Regions from separate parts of the Sus scrofa genome. Here all the other regions are linked to region 1. Evidence: chromatin contacts called from public Hi-C and HiChIP or PLAC-seq data. All regions are on one chromosome and are shown on one strand. Each heading gives the region's core, a stretch centred on a gene start, on an enhancer-like site or on the middle of the called end of the contact. The rest is flanking DNA. Distances are from core to core; before and after follow the strand shown. Region 1 has its middle 25 kb from the start of AGMAT. Region 2 holds the start of DNAJC16 (dnaJ homolog subfamily C member 16). Region 3 holds the start of SLC25A34 (solute carrier family 25 member 34).

Region 1 (3,026 bases), core at 329-2,828:
CTTCGGAAAATAAAATCTGTCACATCTGGGCACTTGAGCACCAGTCCAAAAAAAAAAAAGTAACATGAAAATTAGTTCCAGATTCCAACTTCAACTGAATCCCTGAGACCACCTGGCAATTCTACATCATTTCTCTGCTCAACCTGCTTCAACTTACAATGGTTCTTTCAAACCTTCTCTGCTGTAGTAGGTGCTATGTATATCTCCCCTAAAACCAGTTTACCCCCCCTCATCCATACACTTTCAAGAGGCGAGAAAGCTCGGCACTCACTTTTCTGGCCTTTTCTTGCATCTCTGTGACACATTTCTGCCAGATGTAAACCGAAACGTGCTGAGGGACTGCTGGGTAAACTCTTGCCTTAACGAAGGCAATGATGCCTGGAGTGGAGGTAGCCACTCATGATGTGACCCTCAGGGAAAGGCCAACAAATTTGCAGAAATACTGGCCCTTTTATCAATGAGTCACTGAACCAGTGCTGCTGCTTACCTCCAGGCCTCCTATCCTGTAAGAAAAATAAGCCCTCACAAGTCATTAATAGTCAGGCTTTCTGTGGCTGATAACCACCATTCCTCCACCCCACCCCCTTCCTCCACCTTCCCTCCTCTTTTACAGCGATAAGTTATCATTCAATTACTTTCTTGTGCCACCAGACCTACATACACTTATCTGCACCCACCGCCATCCTGATCCCTCCTTCCTTTCTCTTATAATAAAAGAGGGGCACCCTATGCCATGGATGAGGGCCAGCTGGGGGGTAAATAGTGAGATGTTAATCTTGCATCCATTTTATCTTCCTCTTTCTGTCTTGGTTTTCTGACTCATCCTCATGTTTTGGGCTTCTATCTCTCATCAGCTACGTGGCCTTAAACAGGCCATTAAAGTAGCAAACATTTTATTGAGTGGCTTCTAAGCTGTGTCCAACAAAAGCACTACACTAGGTAGCCTAGTGGCCAGGGCTAGGAAATAGTCTAAGTAAAGGAAAACTATTTATGAGGCAAGGGAATGCAGCTTAGGAGGAACTGAAAGTCAAACTGTGGCTGGCAGGGGAGAGGGAAGGGGCTCCGGCGGCAGGGCTGAAGAGGAAGGCAGGAGCCCGTCAGCAGGCGTCTACAGACCAGGCAGGGTAATGATTTTGGTTTAAACCCTAAATTATCAGGACAAGATAAGACTAAATCTCTCAGACCTCAATTTTACTTCGGAAAATTTTGAGATCTAGTTACCAGCTTAAGAGTTGACTTAAGGGGCAAACACCTGTATTTTTACGCCTTTTTGTTCGCACATGGACACTTGCCAAAAGGCGCTCAATAAATGCCAGTTGGGTGAATAAAGGAGATTTTGGAGTCCTCCACCGAAGTCACGTATTAAATCAAGCAAATAATACTTTTTTCTTGCCCCGCATTCCCTCCCCTTTTCTCGCCCCGCTTCCCCTCCCACGCCCGCTCCAAATCTCCCCGCTACCCGCCTCCTCTTTCCAGCCCCGCCCCTCCCGGGCGCCGCGAAGCCGCGAAGGCGGAGCGGGTCAGGCAGGCTTTACGGCATCCGCGTTGCGGCGGGGCGGGGCGTCGAACGGCGGGCGCGCTTGGCGGCAGAGGTGGGAGGCAGGCCGGCAGGGAGGCAGGCAGGCAGATCGAGTCGCAGGCGCCTGGTGGTGGCCGTGCTTGCTGCTGAGGGCGGGAGGGAGTGAGTCACTGAGCGTGTGTGAGGGAGGGAAGGAGCGAGCGAGCGGGTGAGCGAGCAGCCCGCGCCGTCCGCCTGCAGCAGCAGCCAGGCCCTGCCGCCACCGCCGCGCCGCCCTGCGCCGAGGCCGGGCCGAGCCGAGCTGGGTCGGGCCCGGGCCATGCTGCTCACCGTGTACTGTGTGCGGAGGGACCTCTCCGAGGTGACCTTTTCCCTCCAGGTCGACGCCGACTTCGAGCTGCACAACTTCCGCGCGCTGTGTGAGCTCGAGTCTGGCATCCCCGCAGCCGAGAGTCAGGTACGCCGGGCGGCGACCGGGGCCTCCCTCCGGAGCTAGCCCTCCCGCTTTGGGGCCTCACGCCCTCTCTTTGCTAAGGGTGAGGAATTGGGAGGTGGAAGGGAAGCAGAATGGCCATTCCCAGCCCACCCCCGCATCCGGGAGGGAGCTGGAATCGGTAGCTGCCCCCACACACCCTGAGCGTGGGGTGGGGTGCTGGGGGAGGGAATGGAGAACCTGACCGCAGACGCACCCACTGCAGCCTTAGGGGCTCGTGGAGTGTTCGGCGACCCGCCCCACCTTCTGGCTCTTTGGCCCCTTCTCTAGTTTCCCGAGTTCGAGGTGTCGTAGATCTAAGAAGAAGCCCTAGGTTTGCAAGAGTTCTTACATCCTGCTTCCCCAACCAGAAATACCAGTTTGGATCACCGTGGTAGATGTTCATCTGCTTTTTTGGAGAGTGCTCCTGTCTAAATAAACTTAATTTACCTTTAAATGTAGAGATTTGCGCTCTTAAGTGAAGGAGGAAAGTCTGCGACTTACACCACCTTGTTTTAAAGCGTTTAGAAATGCTCATTTCCCTACCACGTGCGTTTCCGGTTAAAAAATTTTTTTTCAAGTGATTAGTAATTATTAGTTCAACTGAAACTATTTTTCTGATCTCTTTCCTGGTAGTAGGCAAAAATACCTCTTTCTTTCAGGTCACAATTCGGACTTTGAGTCAATTCAAAGCTCAGTGTTTTATGAGGATATTTGTGTGATTTGGTTGTTTCATTTCCCTTACCCTACTGTAAAAAGTTCATATGTTCTTATGTTTTGAATAAGCAAAGTAATTTATTCTCAGAATGCTCTGTGACTGCCACCAAACAGAATTGGTGACAATAACTCTGTGGCCTTCACATTAAGACATCTAAATCCTGACTTGGTAAGTGAGCCTTGGAGGATGCAAACTAAACATTAAGAAAATTATATAAGTCCTCCAAGGCCCCAGAATGTAAATCTTGATTTCCTACTGCAGTTATGAAATAGTTCCAAAAACTCTTGCCTAACTACACAGCTTGTTCTGCCCTGTGT
Region 2 (2,760 bases), core at 164-2,663, 77 kb before region 1:
ACTATATTTAATTTCACAAAAAGAAAAACTTCTCACAGAAAAAACAAAAATACCTCCCAAATTGCTCCTGTTTATTAAGCATTTGCTAAGCCTCAGCCATTGTGCTAGCCATTTTACATAGTAGTATCTCATTTCTCCCTGACTCCAATCTACCAAGGAGATAGTCCTTTCCCCTCATTTTCTAGATCTGGACGTTGGGGCTCAAAGAGGTGAAGATCACAGAAGTAGTAAGTGACAGAGGCGGGAGGATTTAAACCCGAACCCGACCAAAAGTCCTCAGCAACTGGGAATCCTCTTGAGGATGTATTCTCTGGAGCAGCTAAACCTCATCCCCACTCAATGATTTATTCCACAAATATTCATTGAGATCCTTTCTGTGCCCAGGTCTGTGCAGGCACCAAAAATACAGAGGGTGAACAAAACAGACAAAAAGCCCTGCTTTTAGATGCTTACATCCCCTTAGGAGGAGACAGGCGATAAACAATATAAATAAAAGATATAGTAATGTTGGATAGTGATAAATGCAAAGGAGGCAAAGAGTCAATAAAAGCAGAGCGGGGAATATGAAACCTCTTTCCTTATGTCCCCCAGGAACCTACGTCACTGATTCAATGAAAGTTTACCTCATCTGTAAGCGAGCAATGGTTAGTGAGAGACCTTTAGTGGTCCTGTTCAGCCATTGGTCAGCATTGTAGTGAGTCCTCTCCCCCAAGCAAGTGCCAGTGTGATGGTTGGCCCCGCCCCCTGCCCTTTCTCAGCGTAGAAGGAGCCTTAGTTCGGACTGAAGCAAGACGGTTTTTTTTTGAGACACTTGTCCGCCACCTTCAGCGTCTGCTAGCTTTCTGGCTGAAAACTAGTGTCCATGAGGATGCAGGTTCCATCTCTGGCCTCGCTCATTATTCCTTGCCCCAACAACTTGTCTCCGAATTTATTGCCCCGATTTGCTTGGAGCAGAGCAAACTTGAGTTCGGTAGCACATTCATTTGTGCCTCTCCCCCACCGCCCCCACCGGCATCATCACACACATCCGTTTTCCGTGCTTAGGACAGGATCTGGCACCTTCTAGATTGGAGCTCCCTTTTTGGTAAATGGGATTAGGAGTCCTGGATACTAAACCTTGGGCAAGTCCTTGCCGGTCTCTGGGCCTCAGTCCACCACCACCAACACCATCAGCATACGGAAGAGCTGGACTAGAAAGGATCCCTAAGGTCCCTTCCAACTCTGACATTGTAGGATTCTATGAATAGGGTTAAAGAGATCTGGGACCAGCGATTGCTTCCCCACCCTAGCAACTGTTGCTAGACGAGGGCCATCTCCTGGTACAAGTGGAAACTCCTCCCTGCATCGGGGAGGTCTTTTAGCATCCCATCAGGCATCGCGACTTCGCCTCTCTAGGAAGCACGTTTTGGACTCTTTGGTCCGCGACCATCCCTTTGGATCCAGTCGAAGAGCGCGCCTCGTTCCTATGGCAACCGCGCCGGGTCCATGCGCAGACGGCGGGTGACAAGGGTCAAAACAGACTCGCAAAATAGACGCCTTGGACCGGTTCAGTCCGCGCCCTCGGTGCGCCGGGCCTTTAAGCGTCACGTGACTACCCTCCAACTCGTCGCCCCTCTTTCCCTCCCCAGGTCCCGGCAAGCGCTGGTTTGGACCGGAGGTTCCCGGCCCGGCGGACTAACTGGAGCGTGGACGCTGCAGCCGGTTAGGCTGGTGCCCTTTTCCGGTAACTCCTTCTCCGCGTGAAGTGCTGAGCCGCGGACGCGGCGGGGCCGGGCAGACTCAGGGATTTCCTATTAGTTCCTCTTCGTTCCCGGTCCCCGCTGGGCCTAGCGGGGGAACCGGAGCCAGTAGGGCCCGGCCCTGGGCTCTCGGAGGCAGCGGGGGAGGCGGCCGTCTCCTATAGGTTTGCGACCTTTGGTGGGAGCTCGAGGCTGGGCTCAGACCTAAGCATGCCTCTGGGATCAGCTGCTTGATCCAGGTGATACTGCCCGAGGGCGGTAGCCTACCTGTTGGGCAGGTTGTTTCCTGCCCAGAGGCCGGCATGGTCGAGCTGTCAGCAAAGGAACACAGCCCACTGGCACTTGAGCCTTCTAACTGGAGGCAACTGACACAGTTGAATAAGGCACTGGTTGCACTGCATAGTAGAAGTTAATGGTAATAAGTATCAGTTACAGGCTGCTGACCCTGTGCTCAGTAAATACATTACGTACATTTAACTCCCATTTAGATCTTTCAGGGTGGTATTGTTCAACCTCATTTTATGGAGGAGTTAACAAGTTTTAAATAGCTTGTCCAAGGTCGTAAAGTGATGGAGGACAGATCCCAATGTTAGTTAGTCTGATTCCAGAGTCAATGTGCTACATAACTTTCTCCATTTTTAGCGTGCCATATATGTTTTGTAGGATAGAATAGGTTATAGGTTGCCTTTACAAAGAAAATAATGGTATGTTTTAGATTTTCATTCAGCATGTTTGCAGTCCTAAACATTGACCATCAGATTAGTCAATTTTGTGAGGACTCCAGGCAGCATTTAGAATTCCTACTTGTCTAACTCCACTCTTAGAGTTTACCTCTTAGAGTTTACACTCTTAGAGTTTACCTCTCTTTCGATAGTGTCACATTAGATACATGATCCATAAAACTCTAGTGATTTCTGAGAAATCAGGATATCACATGGCGTTCCCATTATGGCTCAGTGGTAACAAACCAGACTAGTATCCATGAGGATGCAGGTTCAATCCCTGGCCTCGCTCAGTGGGT
Region 3 (2,864 bases), core at 123-2,622, 100 kb after region 1:
TGCCTCTGGGTTTTTGTGTTCGTATGTTTTTAAATGACCACACCTGCAGCACGTGGAAATTCCCAGGCCAGGGTGCAGCTGCAGCAATACCAGATCCTTTAACCCACAGTGCTAGGCCAGGGATGGAACCCACGCCTCCATAGCGACCTGAGCCACTGCAGTTGGATTTTTATCCCACTGTGCCACAGCAGGAACTCCCCTGCCTCTGGTTTTGATTGGGACTTGGATAATGCAGGGTGGCCTTGGCAGGAGAAAGGTGCCATGAGGCAGAGGACAAGGTGGGCAAAGGGATCTTGGCCCACACCTAAGCAGCCTGGCACCTGACAGTAGTGCCCACGGGTAGGAGGTCCCTTCTCACCATGAACAAGAATGATGCCTGGGCCTCTGCTCCCCGGAACCACAGGAGCAGGCTCCCGCCCTGAGGAGGGACAGGACTAGGGGGCAGGTCCTTACCAGGTGAGTGACAAAAGCCACAGAGTTACTCCTTGAAAAACAATGGCCCTTACTTTTCCATCTCCTGCCCACCCAGGGTCCCCAGGCAGGGGCACATGGGTGCCTTTTACGGAGTGAAGCACTGTTCTAAGCATTCTTCACACGTCTCTAATCCTCCAAAGAACCTCTGCAGTGGGCGTCCGTATCCTCATCTTACAAACTGAGAGACTGACGCTCAAAGAAAGGAAGTGACCTGCCCAGCTCACATATAACCTGGCATTCCAGATCAGTTCCATAGGCCTCCGGAGCCCTCCCCTGCTCTCACTGGCAGTGGGACCACAGACAACCGTGGGAGCCAGATTGGAAGACTAAGGTCAAGAAAAGGGTCAAGAGAGTTCCCATCATGGCACAGTGGACACAAATCCAACTAGGAACCATGAGGTTGCGGGTTCGATCCCTGGCCTCGCTCAGTGGGTTAAGAATCTGGTGTTGCTGTGAGCTGTGGTGTGTAGGTTGCAGATGCAGCTCGGATACCCTAGTGCTGTGGCTGTGGTGTAGGCTGGCAGCTGTAGCTCCGACTCCCTAGCCTGGGAACCTCCGCGTGCTGCTGGTGTGGCCCTAAAAAAAAAAAGGAGGAAAAGGGACGGGGATGGGAGAAGGGAATTGCTGAGTTGCCTAGAGGAGCCTCCCATGCAGCTGCCTCTTGCCCAGGGCTCTGAGCTGCCACAGGACTGGCCAAGCCACAGGCGGGGCAGGAGCAACAGCCCTTTGCCCCAGGGCGGGGGTGGCGGGGGGGGGGGGGTGGGGGGGGGGGAGGCTGGAGAACAAGAGGGGCAGGAGCAGATCTCTTGGCTGATTGGCACTTTATGCCCGGCCCATCTCCCTTGGGGCCCAGATGACCTTTCCCCCAGATCCCAGGGTCCAGGCCCTCCCCTGCTGGGAGGTGTGGGGGACGGAGGCAGCAGGGATTGGTCTAGAGCGGGCAGGGGGCGTGTCCTAGGCCCGGGCAAGGCTTTGGAGGCTGAGCCGAGCAGGTGGACTCCTGAGAGAGACCAGGGGCTGCCTGGCTGCCGCCCGCCTGTCTGACCAGACCTCTGTCCTCCAGACATGGCCTCAGACCCCCCTGATCCCCAGCCCTTGGCCCTGCGGGGAGTGAAGGCAGCCTAAGCGCCCCCACCCCAGGGCCGTGCTCATGCCCCTGACCCGGGCAGAGCCGGCCCCCAGCCCGGAGCCCATGGAGACGGTGCCCCCTGCTGTGGACCTGGTGCTGGGCGCCTCGGCCTGCTGCCTGGCCTGTGTCTTCACCAACCCCCTGGAGGTGGTGAAGACACGGCTGCAGCTGCAGGGGGAGCTGCAGGCCCGGGGCACCTACCCTCGGCACTACCGGGGCTTTGTCGCTTCGGTAGCCGCTGTGGCCCGTGCAGATGGGCTGTTTGGCCTGCAGAAGGGGCTGGCCGCTGGCCTCCTCTACCAGGGCCTCATGAACGGCGTCCGCTTCTACTGCTACAGCCTGGTGTGCCAGGCTGGCCTCAACCAACAGCCGGGCGGCACTGTGGTCGCAGGTGCTGTGGCAGGCGCCCTGGGAGCCTTCGTGGGGAGCCCTGCTTACCTGGTGAGTGTCTTGTCTCCACCCTCCCCGGCCCCATGACCAGCTCCCATGGGGGTCTGCAGCCTCCGGGGTGACCTCTGCGGAGCAGATGGGGTGGGGCAGCTCCCCAGAACAGCCCAGCCCAAGCCTGGAATCTGCCCCTTGGTCCAGGGCACCAGGCCCTTGCCCTGATCCTTGCTCCCCTGCGGTCCCCGCCCCATGGGTCCTGAGCCAGGGAAGGGGACGGAGGATGGCAGGAGGTGGGCTGGTCCACCTCAGCGTGGTCGCTTGCCTTTCTGTGTGGCCTATGCAAGAAAAAAGCTTCCATCAAGTGAGCGCCCGTGACCTAGGCCGATGCTGTGCAGTCATCATCTCTCCTGATCCTAGAACAGCTTTTCTAGAGGGAGCAGCCAGGCTGGAGAGTTTACGTAACTTGCCCCAGATCACACCCAGGTGCAGACCCAGACCCCCAACCCCATTCCATACCCCCCCTGAGCTGTGAGTTTATGGAGATCTGGCGTTGGGGCCCAGGGAGGGGTGCCCTTGACACCGTCTCCTTCAGGCTCTCCGAAGATTCCATGCCCAGGCCCTGTGTCACCTCTGCTCTTACAGGTCAAAACGCAGCTACAGGCCCAGACGGTGGCCGCGATGGCCGTGGGGCACCAGCACCATCACCAGGTGGGGACGGTCACCCCCCCCAGAGCTTCTCGGGCTGGGTGGGCTGAACGGGCTCCTGGGCGGGCAGGGGCTTCCCAGTGACCCTCTGCCCTCTCCCTGCAGAGCGTCCTGGGTGCCTTGGAGACCATCTGGCGACAGCAGGGCCTGGCAGGGCTGTGGCGGGGCG

The links. A called contact is a pair of places that touch in the nucleus more often than the background predicts. HiChIP or PLAC-seq counts read pairs in DNA pulled down with a chosen protein or histone mark.
Region 2: an H3K27ac HiChIP or PLAC-seq map of alveolar macrophages shows a contact between it and region 1. The contact joins the promoter of DNAJC16 here to the enhancer-like site in region 1. A contact is called at or near these places in 1 of 5 promoter capture datasets (fetal liver), 7 of 47 Hi-C or Micro-C datasets (alveolar macrophages, brain, embryonic fibroblasts and 3 more) and 2 of 2 datasets of contacts at active chromatin or transcription factors (alveolar macrophages and skeletal muscle).
Region 3: a Hi-C map of skeletal muscle shows a contact between it and region 1, with 2.3 times the contacts expected there. The contact joins the promoter of SLC25A34 here to the enhancer-like site in region 1. A contact is called at or near these places in 4 of 47 Hi-C or Micro-C datasets (heart right ventricle, liver, psoas muscle and 1 more) and 1 of 2 datasets of contacts at active chromatin or transcription factors (skeletal muscle).

Annotation. Positions count from the first base shown.
Region 1 is chr6:74,807,748-74,810,773 of Sscrofa11.1, forward strand. No RefSeq gene overlaps it. Among named protein-coding and RNA genes, the nearest start is that of AGMAT, 25 kb to the left of the region's middle. Within about 2 kb of position 1,579, at least 79 of the 83 cell types and tissues checked have an H3K27ac peak or open chromatin away from gene starts, as enhancers often do. A contact at or near this core is called in alveolar macrophages, brain, embryonic fibroblasts and 3 more, where this site is marked.
Region 2 is chr6:74,730,717-74,733,476 of Sscrofa11.1, forward strand. It overlaps DNAJC16 (dnaJ homolog subfamily C member 16), which reads left to right and starts at 1,414. Exons shown (of 15, transcript XM_021095383.1): 1 at 1,414-1,723.
Region 3 is chr6:74,908,265-74,911,128 of Sscrofa11.1, forward strand. It overlaps SLC25A34 (solute carrier family 25 member 34), which reads left to right and starts at 1,373. Exons shown (of 5, transcript XM_003127638.4): 1 at 1,373-2,044; 2 at 2,633-2,698; 3 at 2,801-2,864. The coding sequence starts at 1,625.